Regions from separate parts of the Gossypium hirsutum genome. Here regions 2 and 3 are each linked to region 1. A link is a contact called in public Hi-C data. All regions are on one chromosome and are shown on one strand. Each heading gives the region's core, a stretch centred on a gene start, on an enhancer-like site or on the middle of the called end of the contact. The rest is flanking DNA. Distances are from core to core; before and after follow the strand shown.

The links. Hi-C and Micro-C count contacts between places; a contact is called where the count stands out from the background.
Region 2: a Hi-C map of seedling shows a contact between it and region 1, with 2.2 times the contacts expected there. The contact joins the promoter of LOC107962601 here to the promoter of LOC107962608 in region 1. A contact is called at or near these places in 2 of 34 Hi-C or Micro-C datasets (leaf and seedling).
Region 3: a contact with region 1 is called in a Hi-C map of leaf, with 1.8 times the contacts expected there. The contact joins the promoter of LOC107962613 here to the promoter of LOC107962608 in region 1. A contact is called at or near these places in 6 of 34 Hi-C or Micro-C datasets (callus, leaf, petal and 1 more).

Annotation. Positions count from the first base shown.
Region 1 is chrA06:10,451,468-10,455,618 of Gossypium_hirsutum_v2.1, reverse strand. LOC107962608 (nuclear pore complex protein NUP1) reads left to right here and starts at 1,700. Exons shown (of 8, transcript XM_016899054.2): 1 at 1,700-2,104; 2 at 2,282-2,343; 3 at 2,476-2,630; 4 at 2,918-3,125. The coding sequence starts at 1,822.
Region 2 is chrA06:10,309,322-10,313,185 of Gossypium_hirsutum_v2.1, reverse strand. It overlaps LOC107962601, which reads right to left and starts at 1,621. Exons shown (of 5, transcript XM_016899049.2): 1 at 1,253-1,621; 2 at 1,021-1,154; 3 at 795-909; 4 at 592-706; 5 at 1-407. The coding sequence starts at 1,121.
Region 3 is chrA06:10,607,505-10,611,163 of Gossypium_hirsutum_v2.1, reverse strand. LOC107962613 reads left to right here and starts at 2,028. Exons shown (of 3, transcript XM_041115110.1): 1 at 2,028-2,256; 2 at 2,655-2,814. The coding sequence starts at 2,663.

The DNA of each region.
Region 1 (4,151 bases), core at 451-2,950:
GAGGTGTAACATTGAACTTGTCCAACAATGGCTCAAATTTTTTTTCCTAGGCTTTTAGATATTGTAGATCAAAGCCTAGATACTTACCTAGCTTTGTAGTAACTAGCACTTATAGAATTTATCTAAATAGTTTTTGAAATCAAGGATGACAATTTTCACTTACCATTAACTCTAATTTCTCTAAATTTGTGTTTTGAGCTTCCTTAACCTCTTTATGTTCTTCCAAGTTTGCTTTAAAAAAGATATAGTTATCATATGCAAAAAATAGATGAGAGAGGAAAATGATTGTGTCCAATCCTAATACAATGAATTTTATTCTTTTCTTCCAATTTAAGTAAAGTTGTTGAAAGAACATTATGGCAGAGGATAAACAAATACGAAGATAGTGAGTCACCTTGTCTCAAGCCTCTATTTTGCATTATGTAAGCAAATTGATCCCCATTTACCAGTGCCTAATAGCTAATCGAAGAAACACATTACATGATATTTTGAATTCAAAATTACTATAACTTTTTTTTTTGTTATCATGAGAAAGATTTCCACTCCTACCATAATTATCGCTAATTTTCTTGTTCCAAACAGTAAGTTCTCTAAAAAGGGGTAATTGGGTCACTAATTATAGGTTCCAATCTATTGGCCATGATTTTTGCAATTAACTTATGGACTACATTACAATGACTTATTGGTCTATAGTCATCTACTCTTTGCAGACATTGTTTCTTCGGTATAAGGGCAATGAAAGTCTTATTCATTTCTTTAAACATTTTATAGGTTCGAAGAAAGTTTAATACTGCCTTAATGAGTGACTCACCCACAATATACAAATTTTTCTAGAAAATAATAAAGCAAGTTTACCATTTGGCCTAGGGGCTTTAGTTGGATTAAACATCAAGTACCAACTTCACCTCTCTTTTTTTATGAAAGGAGCGTCAATTTGCTACTTTTAATCCGTCGTCTCTTTAGTTGTAACTTGTCAAGATACTCTTTAATTTTCTCTCCCTTTTCCCCATCTTTGATTAAATAAATCCTTTTAAAATATTCAACAAATGTTCCTTACTACTTCATGCTCCTCAATCACTTACTTTTTCTCTCTCAAAACAATCTTTTCTAGCTCTCCTTTTATTAACCAATAAATGGAAATATTTGGTGTTTCTTCCCCTTGCACTACTAGCCAATTAATTTTGTGATTTTGGAACAACAAAATATTAAGTACTTTTTCTAGTTCCCATCTTACAGTTATTTCCTTTTCTATCGTGTTAGGTTTCCTTATATTTTGTTGTAAAAAAAATTGTTCTTTTTCTAGTACACATTTCCTCTCTTCCAAGTTACCAAACATTTCTTTATTCCAAAATTTCAAGGCTTGATTTGATAATTTTATTTTTAACTTGAGAACAAAGGAGAAACTAGGATCAAAATAACAAAAGTTATAAATGCTAAGGACTAAACTTATTATTATGTTAATTTTACAAAAAAAAGTAGTTTATCCAATATTAAGTAAAATATAAATTAATGAATTATTGAATCTGTAATTTAGATGTGATTTATGAAAAGAAAAATCATTAAATAAAAATATATGAAACTAATTGGTTATTTTTTTTTATTTTACATATGGCATGTCCCCATTGGTTGTAGACAGTGGCCCCACAATTTAAGGAGAAAAAATAAAAACAAATGTACTGTAGCTAAAAACTAAAAAAAAAAAGGTGACCAAAAGAAAATAAAAGCGCGCTTAGTAGTAAACACAGACACAGTGACTCAGTGAGTTCGTGCGTGATTGCGCGTGAGGGACGAAGAGAGAGACAAACTGATAAGACAACTAGAATGGAAAAAACCACCGAAACGACGCCGTCCTACTCATTGCAAGATCAGGCTACGACAGAGCTCGGCGCCGGCGGGAAACTAAGGAGGCAACGGCCACGTCGACCACCTACCACACCCTACGCCCGTCCTCAGCAGAACCAATCCTTACGCGGTCGCTTACTCTCCAAACTCGTCGATCCGGCTTGCCGTCTCATAGCCAGCGGCGCCTCTAGAATCCTCCCCTCTCTCTTCTTGAAACCCCTCAACAACGATTCTCTCCCGCCGCCAGAACCTCAAGCTCATGGTCAGTTATATATATTTGAATAAAACATCTCTTTTAAAACTTATTCTCTTCTAGGGATTAATTTGGGTTCTTTAGGGTTTTAGAGCGACTTAACTTTAGGTAAAAGGAGATGGAGATTAATTAAATCTTGAATTGCTGTTATTTGTTGTTGAAGTTTGTCAGTTCTGTTGGAAACAGGTGAGTTGGACGAAGATATAGAAGAACATACTAATGAAGAAGATCAAAGTTGTTATTCAACTGTAAGGGTTTCTATTTTCGCTATAAATTTTGTAAAATCACATTGCACTTGCTCTATTTAAGCGGAAATTTGTTAATTTTTAGCTTTTCTTGATGGCGTGGTTTGAATGAGTATATTTGCATTCCTTTCCTAGTTTGTAGTGTCCGAAACAGCTGGTACTATTGGGACAACTGATGGACCAAAGGCTAGTTCTGGCATTGCTGAAGATAGAAAAGGCAACCAGGGTGACATTAGAGACGATGGGCTTTCAGAAATTGAGAAGCTAATGAAGGGGAAAACATTTTCGAGGTAACTAGTTTTTTGTTGTTTTAAATTTCACATTCTCTGTGTTGTTCTTAAATTTTAAACTTGATTGTTTCTGCCAAGAATTACTGGTTTTGTCAGAACATCATTTATAGCCATATCCCAATTCCCAGCCATTATGCATGGGCTTGGTTTTGATGAATTAATGATCTGTTCATGCTCTTCTATGCTCACATTTCATAAATCCATGTTTGTATTTATCTTTCAGGGTGATCATTTAGTTAACTCAAAGAGTTAATTATCTAATATGAGTTTTAACATTCTATACCCAGGGATGAAATCAATCGTCTGATAGGGATTATAAATTCAAAGGCTGTTGATGTTCCTCAAGTTGACCAAGAAGATAGGAATTTAACCCTATCTACTGGAGGTGACAAGGGACCTATAGTTTCTCAAAACCTGAGAAGGCCGACTGAAGAAAAAAAGGATGATCTGAATATAACTACAAGGGATTTGGCAACCCCACTTTCGAAGCCAACTGTGAGTGAAAATCACTTTAATGAACTTGTATTTTGGATTAATGATATGCACATGGATACGGAGGTTGAATCTTGTGTCATATGTTACTTTCTAGTTATGCTGTGATGTTTGTGCAAAAATGAGGAAAAAGTATTCCACTTGTATGTTAGACTTTAATAACACTATGCTGTCTCGAATCCTTATATTCCTTGAAGCATTCATCTGTTACACACATCATATGGATATGGTATGGTGGTGCAACCCTCTAGATATATGGAAAACCTTTTAGAAAGAATTAACATGTCCACACCACATTTTGATACGAGTAACATAGCTTGTAGAAATCCACAAATTTTATTTTTAAATTCAATTATTTGAACTTGTAACTATCAAAACAATGTAATTTAATCTTTAATGAAATTGATGTCGGACATGGAAGAGAATTGCTTCAAATTAAGGTAATCTTTTTATATGGTGGGTAAGCACTTCTAACTTTAGGGGGGACTGGATAGAGGGTATGGTTTAGAAAAGAAAATACTTAATTTAGGGATCAAAAGAAAGCAACAAAGAAGAAAAAAAGGTATAGATATTTGTGCTGATTTGTGTGGTGAACAGTACCCTAAACAGTGATTGGAGTTGAAGCTTGGGGTTGCTTTTGTGAGGGTTCAGTTAGAGTTTGATAGGTGGCCATTCTAGGGTTTCAATAAAACTATCTAGGGCTGGTGTTATTTTTAAACAATGCTGCAAAGCTGAAGAAGATAAAATATCTAGCCTTCTCACCAATGCTCAAATACTTCACACTTTGGCTAGAAATTCCTTCATACAAATTTAGAAGAGAGAATAAGAGCTGTTAAATTCTCAAAATTTTGTTTATTAACTTTAAGAGGTTAGATACTTGGGTGCCTATTTGTGGACATCTAACAATCGTACTCACTCAAGGAGTAAAAAGATGCATTAGAATGTACACTATAATTAGAAGTAGTTATAGATATACTTTTGAAGTTAATAATTCAATCAAAGATTTAAGTAACAAACTTTTGAATAGAC
Region 2 (3,864 bases), core at 372-2,871, 140 kb after region 1:
ATCAGACACTAGATTTTCCTGCACTGGAGAACCTGTTTGGGACTCTGCATTTTGATAGTGAATTCCATAATAAAGGGGGTAAACTTGACCAGAGTTCGATGGAGTGTTAGTTTCCATCCTCATCAATTGGTCATGGCCAGATGGGCAATTTTGAGGTAGAAATGGATAATTATGACGGTTAGCTTGTGAAACCGAAGTGTTCGAATTCACATTGGTTGCTATTCTTGCAAGCTGACTACCAGACTGAACCTGGGATAACTGAGGATACCTATCCTCACTGCCGTTATCCAAAATCCTAGGAGTTGCAGGAACAGTTTCGGGTGCTCTTGGCGTAAGGTAAGTCCTAGGATTACTGTGTCGTTGGCTCCTTGAAGCTCTCACTGGATAGCACCCCAGGTTAAGGGCCGCTAAAACAACACATGTGCTACAATCTATCAGTCCAAATTGTTCTTGAAATAACTTTCAAATTGAAAGCTTCATTAAGTTGTAGCTAATGTAGATTAAAGAAAAACGAGAAAAAACCACAAACATAACAATAAACTCGAAACCAAGAATTTACCACAGAAGAACATGAAAAGAAATCTACAGTACCTTCAACACAAGGTGGCAAAAGCTCTCCTGTTTCAGTGCTCTCATCTCGACGGATAATCGTGTTGATGGCATCATTAGCACGGTCCCATAAGGTTTCCGGGTTGGTGTATTCAGCCTAAAAACCCAATACGAGGGGGAAAAATTGAGTCCAAAGAAGTAGATACAAAATAAAAAGATCCACAATTTTGAAAGAAGAAAAGAACCTCAGAATTGGCTTTGGAATACATAATCTCCTCGGCTTTGACGATGACAGTAATAATTTTAACTTGCCATTCCTTATTCTTTTTAGTAGCTGTGCTATGAGTTTCAATAGCTAGCCTAAAATCAAACACATGGTGGGCAAGGAATTAAACCCCCCTCCCCCCAAAAGGTAGAAATAATGCTGCTTAAAATGTAACAAAATTAAGGAAAACAAAGAAGACCCAGAACCTTAAAATCTGCTGAATGATGGAACCTCTCATGGGTTGGTGTCTTTCGCTATGCCAAGCTCTTCTTACACACTCGTAAGGTCTAGGGCCTGGTCTCGGCATCTTTGATCTTTCTTCTTCAATGGAAGACAAAATCTAGAGACAGAGGAGGAAAGAAGGAAAGGGAAGAGATATTTGAGGCTAACCGAGAGGAAAGTAGGTAAATAAAAGGAGTGAGACGGTAGTGTTATTACATGGGGTTTGATGGAGATTAGTCAATTTGTTTATGATATCTTTTGGTGTTTCTTCTTTTTTCTTGAATTCCCAGTCTGCAAACCAAGAGAGAGATCAGAGCTGGATGGGGCTTTTCCTTTCTTTTTTTCTCTTTCTTTTGGGTAGGGAGCAGTACAACATCCAACAGGAGTGAAAGAAACGGCTCATGCCTTTGTTTATGCCCCCCAATAATTTAACACTTAACCATTGTTTTCACTTCACAGTCAGTTTTTTGGTCATTTTTATTGATAATAATATGGGTTTTGGGGGTTGGGAATCCAAATCAGACAAAACAACAAAAGTATTCAAGTCACCATTAAAATCTCCCTGGCAATTGCCTGCCTTTGCCCCCATCTTCAACCCCCCTCGCCTGCCTATGCTATTAGTATTGGCACATTAACTCCTTAATCTCTGCTCTGCTTGTATTAACAAGAGAGTTGTTATACCACCACCAATGACAATACAGGCATAACAGAAAGCTACCTGATATACATACTCCACCCGCTATAGATTGGGAGATCACTAGAAGTCTTACTTCCCGATTTAGTCATCCAAGTAGGCAGAAAGTAGTTATTTAAGGAGGCTAATTACCTACCTCAAAATGTAGCCACCACCTTCTCCTCCACATTTGGACTTCTATTAAGAGCATGATCTTTTTAGTCACTAAATTCATGTGAGTTTAACTGCTCCGTACATTAAACAAAAAGGACTGACATAGCACGTTTCATCACAAATATTCTCGTCACATTGAAGACATTAGCTCTAGCTCCATGTTTCTTATAATAATGATCTGATTGCGAATCCATCATGTTAATGTTACCCAACACAGGACCTCGCTGATAACTAACCCCCAAGATGATGATGATGAAGAGATCAACTCTCCATCACACTTGCCTACACTTTGTCAATTTATTCCCAACATTCACTTCCACCATCTTCACTTTTCTACTCTCCGACTCTTTGCCTTGACAGAGCAAACTAGCCTACGATAGCACCACCACATCCTCTTCCATCTCTCCTTATTGATCCCACACATCAACAAGAGTATTAATTCCATAATAAATTCTATTAATATTTAATTTCACTCCGAGCAAGATAAACTAAATGTAATTACACATCAAATAAAAATAAAATATTTCAATATTAAAGTACATCAAATGTCACATCAAATGCTTTCAATAAATAGATAAGATATATTAATTATTTTTACATCATGGTTTGTGTTGATTTATAATCATATATTTAAATGATGAAGAAAATATTAACTTATGTATATATATATATGTCATTTTCTATTACTTTGAATTGCTACATGGTTTTGTTTTCATTTGCATTAATTAAATTCTCATAAAAATGCTGATAGTATTGGCTTTCAACTTTAGATGTCATTGACTATTGGATCCACCAAATATTTAATTGTAATTGAGATTATCTGTCGAGATTTTAAGGTTTGAAGATGAATATTTATGTAAGAGTTAATGAGGGGATAAGGGGGTAGATGAGATGGATGGACAGGCATTGTTGGGTCCAATATAAGTAAACATTGAATCAAAGCCTAACAAATGGTTTGAAGTAGAAGAGAGGGTTAATGAGGGCAGTGAAATGGGGGGAGGTAAAATTCACCATTTATTTATTTATTAGTGAGAAGGGCCTAACATTACAATGCTTTTTATCATATGTCACTGACATTTTGGTAACCCACTAAATAGCAGTTATGTCTACTTTCCACTATTTGGAATTGCTGTGCAAAAGTGATACACTACTTCCCCCTTTTCTGTACTTTAGGACAAAAAACCCTTTGTTTTTGCTTCCTCTTTATCAATTATCAATACTCTCTCCATCAACCCAAACCCCTCCCTAGTGTCCAGAATACCATAACCAAATTTATTACAATCAAATCTAATTTTCTTTTTATTTTAATTTACAATTAATTTATATTAACAAGTTTTAGGCTAACAATAAAACTGATTATACTCCTAAAGAGAAAATATGAGTTCAAATTTTTAAAATAATATTGTTAAAAAAAATAAATAACGTGAATATTTCATATTTACTTTCAAAATGGATTTGAAATAAACCATTATTAAATCTAATAAAAATATTTCATTAAATATTCACATCATAACGTGAATGAAATCACGAGGGCTGTTGACAAAAATCTTATTACTCTCCAAAAGAAATTACAATTGATAAAATCTTAAACCCAAAAGATATTATTGCATTTTTTTTTTGCCTTTCCTCCCTAAAAGTTACTAATAATTAAAATAAATTTCCCATTTATATCTTTAAAAAAATATGTAATTGAGAATCAAATAGACGAAATATGCAACTCTTAATGACTAAATATATTATTATTTAATTAAGAATTATCATGTCATCATTTCAATTTAACAATAATGATTAACATAGAATTGATAGAATTGAAAATTAATAGTGAAAACAGAAACACGTATTTCAAGAAATAGAATAAAAATTCCAGCAAAGTGGGAACAAAAATAAAAGTAGTTGATTTTACTTAACCTAAGAGTTGATAATGTTCCTAGAAGAATAAAATATAGTTGAAAATGAGTTATGAAAGGTTGATATTAATATC
Region 3 (3,659 bases), core at 779-3,278, 160 kb before region 1:
CATGTTATTAGCTATAATTCACTTAATCACTGACTTCTATGGGTTCGATACTTAGAGTACTCTTGTACCCCATTGTACAAATTATATTACAACTTACCTGTCACTCTTGTAGACTTCGTATGTAATTATTTTGATTTGATTATCGTATTAGTGTTGATTTATCTCTCCTTTACTTGCTTGCAAAGAAGAGGCAGGGAGAGGCAGTCAACAAGTCAATCCAAAACTTTGACCCCTAGTAATTTTCACCTAATCTCTTCAAATCCAACCTTTGTATTATTCACAGTTAAACCGAATCATAACTCTTAAACTGTTTGACTTGACCTTCCAAAGTTTCATTGCTAAGTTGACATGGAGATATCAGTTACCATAGCATAGAAAGTAGTGAGTAATCTTCACCTTCAAGTTCTTTGCTTTTGACTTAAAAGAGAGAGGAAGTTCCATTTAACTCCATTAATGCTCATAAATAGAAAATTTGTAAAGAAGCTGTGTTGAAGAAAAAAAGATGCATTTATAGTAAAGGAAAAAAATAACACCAAATCATTTTTTAGACTAATATTATAAATTTCCATTTAAGTTTTTTTTTGTCTCAGACTTTGTTGTTCTTCTATTAATATTTCACTGTTCTTTGCAGGGTTCTTGAATTTAGAAATAAATGCACACACGCAGTCCTACAGTAATGATCATTATAACAAAGCTTACGTTTTCTTTTAAGCGTTTTCAAGTACTTAGGCACAAAATAACTTTGAAACAGAGGTTGAATTTGAAGAGTTTAGGTGAAACTTGTGGTGGGGTACGGTGGCCTGAAATTTGTTGGTGTCAGATTTTGGGTTTAGTTTAACTTTTCAATCTAATTTGTAGAGAGTAGTAGAGTGTAAAGGAGAAAGAGGAACAGATGATTTTTATCGGTGTAAAACACACCATTTCATTTAACAAGGAAATTATGTGAAAATTATAAAATCCACATAATTAAATTTATAGTGCATTGTGGAACGCCTGGATGGAGAGGAGTCCTCGATTAGATTCATTTATTTTTAATTTTATGCACTCGGTCCACTACTAACGTTGGTACATGGAGAATGGGCTGTCGTATTTATTTCGTGGCCAGTTGATAGTAGTCTTGAAATAGAGTGATCTTTTTCTCGAGCTATCTCGAGACATGGGCACATCGAAGCTATATTCATTTTGTCATATTCTAAGTTTCGAGACAAGAACCCATTGTTTCAAAACATCCAAACATCGAAACTGAAATACGAAAATAAGATAAACTTGTCTCGAGTCTCGAAACATAAAGGATCACAATTTTTCTCAACTACATATCACTTTTAAACTTATTATGTTTTTTTTCCGATTACATTAAAAATTTATGTTTAATTTTAAGTTTTCAAATATATTCTACTAATAAAATTTTAGTTGAAAAGGATTTCCTAAATAACATTATAATTTATCTTTCATTTTTTCTTATTTTATAACATAATTACATAATTAAAATATTAAATTAAGAATAAAATTGATTAACATTAAAGAATATAATACATTCATTCAATATTATAAATATTTTATAAAAAAAATTATAAATGCAATCTATCCATGCATCGCAGGTGATGAAAATATTATCTTAAATATATTTAAAAATAACTTCAAAATCTTTTTCCAACTTGTAACTTTCATTGCCATTTTTTTGTTTACTTATATCTTTCACATTCCAAATTTGCTTTTATTAAGTAATAATTTTCTTTACTTTTATGTTTTACCTAATTTTTTAATACTTTAATATATATTTATATGTTTTTTAATGTATACTCTAATATTTTTATTATTTTTAATGTTATTTGTTCTTATTAAGTAAAGTAAGAAATAAATTAAAGGGAAATCTAAAATATGCCTTTTAGAGGGAAAAAAATATGCCTTTGCAATGTAAAGTAATTTTTAAATATTTTATCCTTATGTTTTTAAAACATTTATATATAAATCCTAATAATTTAATTACCTAACTTTATATCATCATATATTCTTTTTTAATATAAAACTTGAAAGATATAATTTCTTTTTACTCAGACAAACATCTTGCTTTCTTTGTTAAATAATTTATACAAATTTATAAAATAATTTTAATATATATTTGTTAACAATTTCCTTTTAAAATTCCCGACCCACCCTCTTTTCGCACATCCCCGCTGCCAAACAAACCCCTCTCCACTATCACTGTTAACTCTCTTCTTGCTCTCAAGTTTCCAATAGCCCAGGAAATTGAATAAGGTAATCTTTAAAAACCTAACCTTACCTTCAACTTGATGATGACTTCTACTTGAGTTGTGGGCTTTTGAGTTATTGCTGCCGCTATCGTAAAATAGCGGTGGCGGACTGCCCCTTTCACGATTTTAATCTCTACATCCTCTTAGGGTTTTTTTTTCTTGAGACTGAAATTAAATATCTTGTAAAGAGTTACAGTTCGAATTGTTAATATCCGTTTCATTGATCTGTTCTTACTTATAGTTAATACTTTTGTGATTATTGTATTGTTGTATATGATTTTGGGAGTTCGATGATATTCTAATTGGGGGTTTTCCATGGTTACAAGCTATAACCTTAATTTATTATGTTATGGTTGAGTATGATTCATGGAACTTGATGATATCTTAATTTGGATTATGCAGCATTAAATATGAAGGTGCGAGCATCAGTGAAAAAGATGTGTGAGTTCTGTAGAACCGTTAAGCGCCGCGGACGGGTATATGTACTATGCACTTCCAACCCTAAGCATAAGCAACGACAAGGCATTTCCACATTTGCTTCTGAAGGCACACTGCCCCCTGCGTATGCCTCTCTCATTGCAGTTACTTAATCTTTTCGTTTTTTTTTTTCAGCCTAGATTTCAGTCCTGTTAACTGCCATTGTTCTGCAGATACTTCAAGCAGTTTAAATTTTAAACAAATATGATATTTGTTATCTGAATTTGAATGCTGGTATTTTTCAGTTGTTGTTATGTTTACTTGTTAGGTTCATTTTGATGAAATTACACATATTTTTGTTTTCAGAAAATATAGGCTGATGTATTACTTTCAGTTTGTTATGATTTATTTTTTCTTCAAATATGATTTCAGTTTGTTATGATTTATTTTTTCTTCAAATATGATTTCATAATCCTTAATTAAGTAGGATACATGCTTCTCCAAGAGAACGTTTTTACCTTACAAGTTTTTTTGAAGCTTCTGTGCTCTGAGCAGCAAGCAGTTCCTTGGCCGTCCTGTCCAAAATATTGCCTACCATGTGCCAAGTACATGTTATTTCATTGTTTTAAACAACACCTGATGGGTGAATTTTTTTTTTTTTTTGTGGGAAGAAGGAAGGATTGACTATCTTTACTCTGGTAAAATTTGACCAGTTGATTTAAAGCCCATTAGCTTCTTATCTAGTTGAATGGGGCCTTGATATTCAAAGAAGATAACATAGGAAAGTTTTGTCTTTCTTAATTTCTTTAAAATTTAAAAGGGTTTCAAGTGACATCTTCAATTGCAATGAATCTTTGTTTGAATCAGAAGATCTCAGTACTTGGAGAATTGATAGCATTATGATTTGGGCTAATAAGGACCTGTTTATCTAACTGATGATATTGCCTGTTGCTCTGACACTTTTAAGGCACAAAACTTTTGCATTAATCT